Linked DNA regions of Sus scrofa: region 2 is linked to region 1. The links are chromatin contacts, called in public Hi-C maps. All regions are on one chromosome and are shown on one strand. Each heading gives the region's core, a stretch centred on a gene start, on an enhancer-like site or on the middle of the called end of the contact. The rest is flanking DNA. Distances are from core to core; before and after follow the strand shown. Region 1 holds the start of FOPNL (lisH domain-containing protein FOPNL). Region 2 holds the start of MARF1 (meiosis arrest female protein 1).

Region 1 (3,771 bases), core at 720-3,219:
CGTCCGCCACATAGTGGCTCTTGGTTATTGTATGATTCCCACTATAAATCATTATTATTTGCCTTTCTCTCTGAGTTCCTCATCAGGATATTCAGGAATGCTTTTCTTGGAAGAACTCAAACATTCTACTTATGGAATTTAGTTAATCTTTATAACTTTAGATGTTGGCCAGGATTTCAGGCACCATGGGTTTCACAGAATAGGAAGGTATGACAGGATAGGATCTTCCTAAGGTCACACAACAGATCCGTGTCCCACAAGATGAAAATGAATCTAGTTAGGTACAGGAATGGATTCCTTTTTTTAATGGCTGCATCTGCAGCATATGGACGTTCCCAGGCTAGGGGTTGAATCAGAGCTGCAGCTGCTGGCCTACACGGCAGCCACAACGATGCTGGATCTGAGCTGCATCTGTGACCTGCTCCACAGCTTGCAGCGATGCCAGATCCTTAATCCACCAAGCAAGCCCAAGGATCGAACCCGAATCCTCACAGACACTATGTCAGGTTCTTAACCGGCAAGGGGAATTCCTGTCAAGCTCTTTTTTTTTTTTTTTTTTTTTTTTACTACCATTGTCTTTAAGAAATACACCGGGAACTAGAACACACGTATATACCAGAAACAAACATTTCAAAACAATACTTCATTGCATTCCATTTCATTGAAAATATGTTCATTGGGATATACTAATAAATGGATTTCAAAATGTACTATTGGGTTAAGACTAGTAGTTTAAAGGGCACTGTTCTAGGTCACAAATGTTGGCCTTCCTGGCAGTACGACTGGAATCATAGAACCTCACACGCAGTTTGGAGTACATTATTTCCGTGTTCCTTTTTCATTTCCTTGGCGTACTAGAGCTTTTTTTTTTTTTTTTGCCATTTCTAGAGCCACTCCTGCGGCATGTGGAGGTTCCCAGGCTAGGGGTCAAGTCGGAGCTGTAGCCGCCAGCCTAAGCCAGAGCCATAGCAACGCAGGATCCCAGCTGCGTCTGCAACCTATAGCACAGCTCAGGGCAACGCCAGATCCTTAACCCACTGAGCAAGGCCAGGGACCAAACCCGCAACCTCATGGTTCCTAGTTGAACTTGTTAACCACTGAGTCACGACGGGAATTCCTTTTTTTCCTTTTTTTTTTTTTTTTCCTTTCTTCTTTTTTGGCTGCCCTGCAGCATTTGTCCGGCCAAAGCAGGAGCAGCAACCTACGCCACAGCTGCAGCAATTCAGGATCCTTAACCTACTGCCCACAGGGGCCTCCACAGAGACAGCTTGATCATTAACCCGCTGTGACCCAGTGGGAACGCCTAGAGCTTATTCATTCATCAATAATCTCCACAAATAGCTCTTGGACTCCCTATGTGCACTGCCCAGTATTAAGAGCCAGTGGAGGGAACATGCTTTGAAAAAACCTGGATTCAAATCTCACATCCACCCTTTGCTGATGATCTTGGTTAAGCCCCTTCAGTTTTCCAGAACTCAAAAGACTTTCCTCCTTTGTAAAATGTTGTGATAATAGAGAAACGAAAGAGCTAAAGCGTGTAAAGCACTCAGCACGGTGTCAGACTCATAGCTAGTTCTTAATACAGTGGTTCTCAAGGTATGATCCCCAAGACCAGCAGCATCAGCAGCATCTAGGAACCTGTTAGAAATGCAATTCTCAGAACCTCAACCCAGATTTACTGAGCCAGAAACTCCAGGGGTGGGCACGGCAATCTGTTTTAAGAACTCTTCCAGGTGATTCTGACGCAAGCTAAATTTGAGAACCCCAGGCTTAATACAGGTTAACTAGCAACGACAAGCACTTCGGGCGGCTCAGGTGCCTCTGTTCCGGCTTCCCCTCCCTCCTCCTTGATTGGTGGGGTCTCTCTGGACCGTCACCACCCACCCAACCACGGAGGGCATAAACGGAGAGGGGCGGGACTGGGAGCGGCCAGAGCAGCGCGCCTATTGGCTGCAGACCATGCCGCGGAGCCGGGCGGAGCTGCGCACGCGCACGGCCGAGGCGCGCCCCTGGCGGCCGTTGAAAAATGGCGACTGTCGCCGAGCTGAAGGCTGGTGAGTGCAAATAGGAGGCTTTCCGAGTGAGACGCGTCGGCCTTCAGCCTGTGAAAAGGATGGGACGAAAAGAGGGGGCGGAACACTAGAGTCAGCCCTTCCGGGGGTCGTTCTGTAGCATCGGGGCCTGCGTTGCGTCCGGCGGATGTGGTGGCCCGCTGGGCGAGGGCCCTGGAGGGATGTGGTGGCACAGGGGCAGTTTTTGAAGCGGCTTTGAGCTGGAGGAGAGCCAGGATCCACAGGTACCTGAGAGGCTTGCAGTCCTGCATCTGGGGGCTCTGGCGCATCCTTCTGGATCCTTTCAGGGGCGAGGCCTTGGGCCTGACCTTTCCCTCTCGGTTGATGATTACAAACCTAAACACAATCCTAAACCATTTTCGTGGTTATCTCCCTGAATCCTTACAACCCCCTGCGAGGTAGGTCCCGAGTTTCCATTGGGAAAAACTGGAAGTAGAATGATGCCTGGGCTGGCCATTGTCCAGTCTTTCTGGGAAAAGTTCCACAACTGTTGGTATGCTTAAGCTCCGAACGTTGGTGCACTGTTAATTTTGACATCGATATCCAGACAGGTAGTAATAATTATAGTTATTATGATGGAGCTTTCTGGGTCAGGCACTGCCCAACTTTAGTGAATTGATTCCGTGTAACAACCCTATGCCCATTTCAGAGATTAGGAGATGGAGGTGCTGAGAAGTGAAACAGCTCCTCCAGAGTAATTTAGCTAGAAAGCAGCAGAGAGTGAGAATCTAGAGATGCTGCCCCAGGTCTGCAGGCCTTAATTCCTGAATGCTGTTGCTGCCTGGCTAGTCAAACCAATTCCAGTCTTCAGGGAATCTAGACTCTCAATGAGTAATTGTTAGAGATTTGGCGTGGAGGGTATGATTTGAGAATATGATTCAGGAACTATTGAGAGTAATGTATATTTGCAGCCCTGAGCTGGTGAACCATCAATAAAAAGAAGTACCCCTATCCACAAGGATAGACTTCCCAGGAATTGGTGAACCCTCCCCCAGGAAACAAAGATCACCTCTAATAGTGCATGCAGCTTCCAAGGATTTAAGCCAGGTTAAGAACCTCTTCCTAAAGACCTTGTTATGGTACATGTGTCATAATAAACGTGATAACAGAGAAGGTCAGGGTAATTTGGAACCCCAAACCTCTCTGGGGACCAGGGATGTCCTGCATGGATGTAAGGAGCCCTTTATGGGTTTTTTTTCTGCATTCCAAGGTTCTGAATGTGTTTTTTGGTGGGTTTTATTTTCGTTTTTTAATCTTTTTAGGGCCAAACCTGCGGCATATGGAGGTTCCCAGGCTAGGGGTTGAATCGGAGCTGTAGCCACTGGCCTACACCACAGCCACAGCAATGCAGGATCTGAGCCATATCTGACCTACACCACAGCTCACCACAAGGCTAGATCCTTAACCCACTGAGCGAGGCCGGGGACTGAACCTATGTCCTAATGGATGCTAGTCAGATTTGTTTCCCCTGAGCCACAATGGGAACTTCTGGTGGGTTTTTTGTTTTTTAAGCTTTATTTATTTTTACTTTTTTTAAAAAATTATAGTCGATTTACAGTGTTGTGCCAGTTTCTGTTGTACAGCAATGAATGTGTTTAGCGTTCAAGAGAAACCCAGTGAAAATGTTTGCATTTTCATTTGTACCTTTTTAAAGCACTTTCACCTCACATTTTTCCACTTTCCTTGGTTCCTCCTCTCA
Region 2 (3,893 bases), core at 128-2,627, 200 kb after region 1:
TCAGCAGTAATAAATACCTAAGCAGGCAGATGATGTGTGGACTTGTCATCTGATTTCTGGAAAATGGAATACAAACACAAAGGATTTTTTTAGCTGCATGTTTGACCTTGCCCTCCACAGTACCTGTCTTCAACAATGTCTACAGAGGTGTATTAGCTTCCCCTGAAACCTCCCCCACTCAATGTGGATTGCCTAATGAAATTGCCTCACATTATGAACTACAGGGGGAAGAAAGTTCTCTTTGGGCCATTTTTACTTACTGATCCTTTGGCGAAGTTAACCTGTTTCTCAACAAACTTCATCAATTAAGCCAGCCAACGCATCCTAAACTATGTCTAGATTAAATGTGTGCTTTTTCTCCTATTTTACAACAGGAAATAGTGAGCAGCTGGCAGTTTGTGATGTGCCTACTTAATTTTTTTTTAATTTCAAGTAAAAAGATTGTGAAGCAAAATACACACACACACACACACAAACAAAAAAAAGCAAAACAAAAACCCAAAACGAACAAAAAAAAATTGGCATAGTTAGCCACCAAAACCACAAGCTGTCACTGCCTTCACAAAGCTTTTGCAACTAAAGTCTCCTTTTTTTGCCCGCCCAATCGGTCACTGGAAAATTTGTACTTATTTGTACTGAGCTTTGGATCAGGGCTTTAAAAAAGTACATTTTCTTACTGAAGTCACGAGGACCTCTTAATTGGTGACAAAATCCAACTTAGTCTTGGCACACGCTTTATTATCTTCGCCAGATGGATCGCAGCTTCGCGAGGAGCCCTGCTGGCCCGAATGACTTCGCTGGCAGCCCAGTCGGAAGTTATTTTTTTCTCCGCTCGCCACTAGGCTGCACTAGATCAAGGATACTGTGGCAAATATGCATCATTTCATTAAAAAAAAAAAAAAGGTAGAATCATCACGTGACAAGAGCGGGTAAGAGAAAACAAAAGCCAAAACGATCGAGTTTTTCATTGAAATCCCTTTTAAATCGCTTTCCGTCAAAGGCCAAAGGAGCTGAACGGTATCAAATCCCGGTTAGCAGGTTTTTTCCCCCGTACCGCTTCACAAGCTCCCCAATTCTCCGCTTTCAGGTTCCTTTCCACTCCACTACGATAAGCCAGGGGCAAGGCCTCCTTAAGTTGAGGGTTTTTGCCAAAAAAGCCTGGGTCGCCCCCTGGGAAGGTCCCTATTTAGGGGTTTATCGGGAGGGGACTGAGCCTGACGAGGCTGCAGGGCCGCGAGGCCCCGCCCCCCCCGAGGTTCCCAGCACGCCCCGCGCGGGGAGGACTCGGCGGCGGGGGAGGGGCGGAGGAAGGGGCGGAGCCAGGGGTGAGAAGGGCGTCGGTTTTGCGACAGGGGCGGTGCGGTGCGGAAGCGGAAGTGGAGGGTGCGCTTGGCGGCGGCGGCGGGAGCTGCGGAGTCGGGAATCAAAACAAAGGGCTTGGGGGGGGCGGGGGGGAAGGCGGCGGGGCCGGAATGTGAGCGGAGGTGGAGCCGGCGGCTGAGGTGAGTTTGCTGGCAGCTCTGGGAGCTAGTTCCCGACGCTCCCATTGCTCTGGGGCCACCAGGCTGGAGAGGGGGAGAGTGTCCCCTCCTTCTCCTGCTTCTTGCGGGCGGGGGTGGGGGAGGCTAGCTAGTCCCGAGGGGAAGGACTGGTACCCACCGTTCAGGCCCCCGCTAAAGGTTCAGTTGTCTCCTTTTCAGGTTAGTTTACGACTGTCATTGCAGCGCTGCTGCTGCCCTTTGAGGGTGTTTGGCTACCTGCCCACACTTGTTTCTCTGCTCCCTACGGGGCCATCCAGGTGTGGAGAGCAAGCCTTCTAGAGGAGTGTGTACAGTGCAAGTTTAAGAGAGGAAGAAAAGGGCTGGGGTTTTTGTAACCTGCTCTAGCGTTTTGCATTCTCCTTGGTCTGTGAGCACTGCCTAGGGTGTAGCCTCTGGCTAGACCGAGAGTATTGAGTTGCCTTTTGGCCTGAGCCACTCCCACAAATTGTATTGCGACACTGTGATAGACCTTTTAGAGTTTTCCTGTTACTTTTCTGGTATTACCTAGAGCTTTCCGGTTACATCTTTTGGAATTTCCGACATCTCTGAACGGAAATATGTTTTGCATGCAAGTAAATTGAAACCTAAAGGATCTTCGTAGACATTTATTTAACTCTTCATTCAACAATAATTGATATATGCCAGACACAGAGAATACAGTAATGAATAAGAAAACATGGTCAGTGCTGTCTTGGAGTTTATATTTAAAATATTTAAATATTTTATATTTTTATATAACAAAAAAGCAAGCAAGGAAGATAATTTTAGGTAGAAGAGCTATGAAAGAGAACAATAAAAGAAACCAGGAATGGGATGGAGCCATGTGTGGTGTTGAGGACTAGATCAGGTGTTGAGAGAAGGCCACTGCTACTTTGACTGTCTCATTTAATACCAACAACAAACCTCTGAAGTTGTTACTACTATTATCAGGCCCATTTTACAGATGGTATTTGCGGTTCAGACATGCTGTGTGTTGTCCAAAGCTGTACAGAGAGGAAGCAGCAGAATTGGGATTATTAGGAGGATGAAGACAGTCTGACATCACAGTCTGTGCGCTCATCCACGTTCTGAATTGCTCAAAGACTCTGAGATATCATGGCAGAAGTGAGACTGCCACTCAAATGGAACAGAACTTGTCTTTGGCTATCTAAATGGCTTGATGTCATTTGAAGGAATATTTGGGAAAATTTCCAAGTGCAGGCTACTAACAAGCTAATATGTTTGTGCTTTCTGTTGCTTGTGAGTGACAGTGAAAGTACCTCCAGTGGTGCAAAGAGGTGGTTCTGTTCCATTTCTAATTGTGTGATGGTGGGCAAGTGACAAAATTTCATAAAACTTGTTTCCACCTCCATAAACATGGCTAATTTGTCCCTGTCTTTCTTATAGATTTGTGGTGGTGGTGGTGGAGGGGAATGAGGACATAAGTGAATCTCATTGTCTACTTGTTTTCATCATTGTATCCCTTGCCAAGCACAGGCATGCTACATAGTAGATACTAAGTAAATATTCATTGAATGAGGAAGTAACTAATGTTAAATACAAACTCTTTGTAAACTATATTTTACTTGCCATGTTAGCTCACTTCTGGAATTGGCCTTGAAGAGGCTTGAGAGGGCATGCTGAAGTTGTGTATATCATGAACACCACAAATTTTTATGATCTGGAGAGGAGATTCTTAGGGAATATGCTATCTGTATTTTTTTATGTCTGTATTTAAGAGGAAAAACAAGTACCATAATTTACTATTACTGTGGTGGGTAACTCCATCTTTATCTCCAGATAAGCTCCAGTTTTTGTGAGTAAATAGCTGCTTCTCTCATTCGACAAATATTTACTTGCTGTACACTATGTAGGAGGCTCTGTGCTTGGCACAAGCAATACAGTCGTGAAGACAAACAGATGGTGGGGCTCTTTATCTGATTTTTCTTCCCAGGGAAGATGGACAGGGGAGAAATTAGGCACATTCTGCAGAGGTAAGAACCTGAAACCTAATGAAGGTTTGTAGCTTCCACATAGCGGCCAAATAATAAATATTTTTGACTCTGCGGGCCATGTAGTCTCTGTTGCAGGTAATCAACTGTGCAATTGTAGTGCAAAAACAGCCTTAAATAACAGAACTTAAATAATCATGGCTCTGTCTCAAATAAAACCCATCATAGACACTGAGATCTGAATTTCATGTAACTTCGCCACCAAATATTATTATTCTTTTGATTTTTCCCAAGAATGAAAAGATGTAAAATACATTCTTAGTTCACAGGTCATTTAAATACAAGCAGTGGGCTGGGTTGGGCTGGCAGGCTTAGTTTGCCTACCCCTGCTCTATGGGATCTGTTCCCTGTGTCTTAGATA

What was found. A called contact is a pair of places that touch in the nucleus more often than the background predicts.
Region 2: a contact with region 1 is called in a Hi-C map of skeletal muscle, with 4 times the contacts expected there. The contact joins the promoter of MARF1 here to the promoter of FOPNL in region 1. A contact is called at or near these places in 1 of 47 Hi-C or Micro-C datasets (skeletal muscle) and 1 of 2 datasets of contacts at active chromatin or transcription factors (alveolar macrophages).

The regions. Positions count from the first base shown.
Region 1 is chr3:6,975,226-6,978,996 of Sscrofa11.1, forward strand. FOPNL (lisH domain-containing protein FOPNL) reads left to right here and starts at 1,970. Exons shown (of 5, transcript XM_003361820.3): 1 at 1,970-2,054. The coding sequence starts at 2,027.
Region 2 is chr3:7,179,385-7,183,277 of Sscrofa11.1, forward strand. MARF1 (meiosis arrest female protein 1) reads left to right here and starts at 1,378. Exons shown (of 29, transcript XM_021086172.1): 1 at 1,378-1,502. LOC110259860 (a long non-coding RNA gene) reads right to left here and starts at 1,250. Exons shown (of 2, transcript XR_002342264.1): 1 at 678-1,250; 2 at 1-56.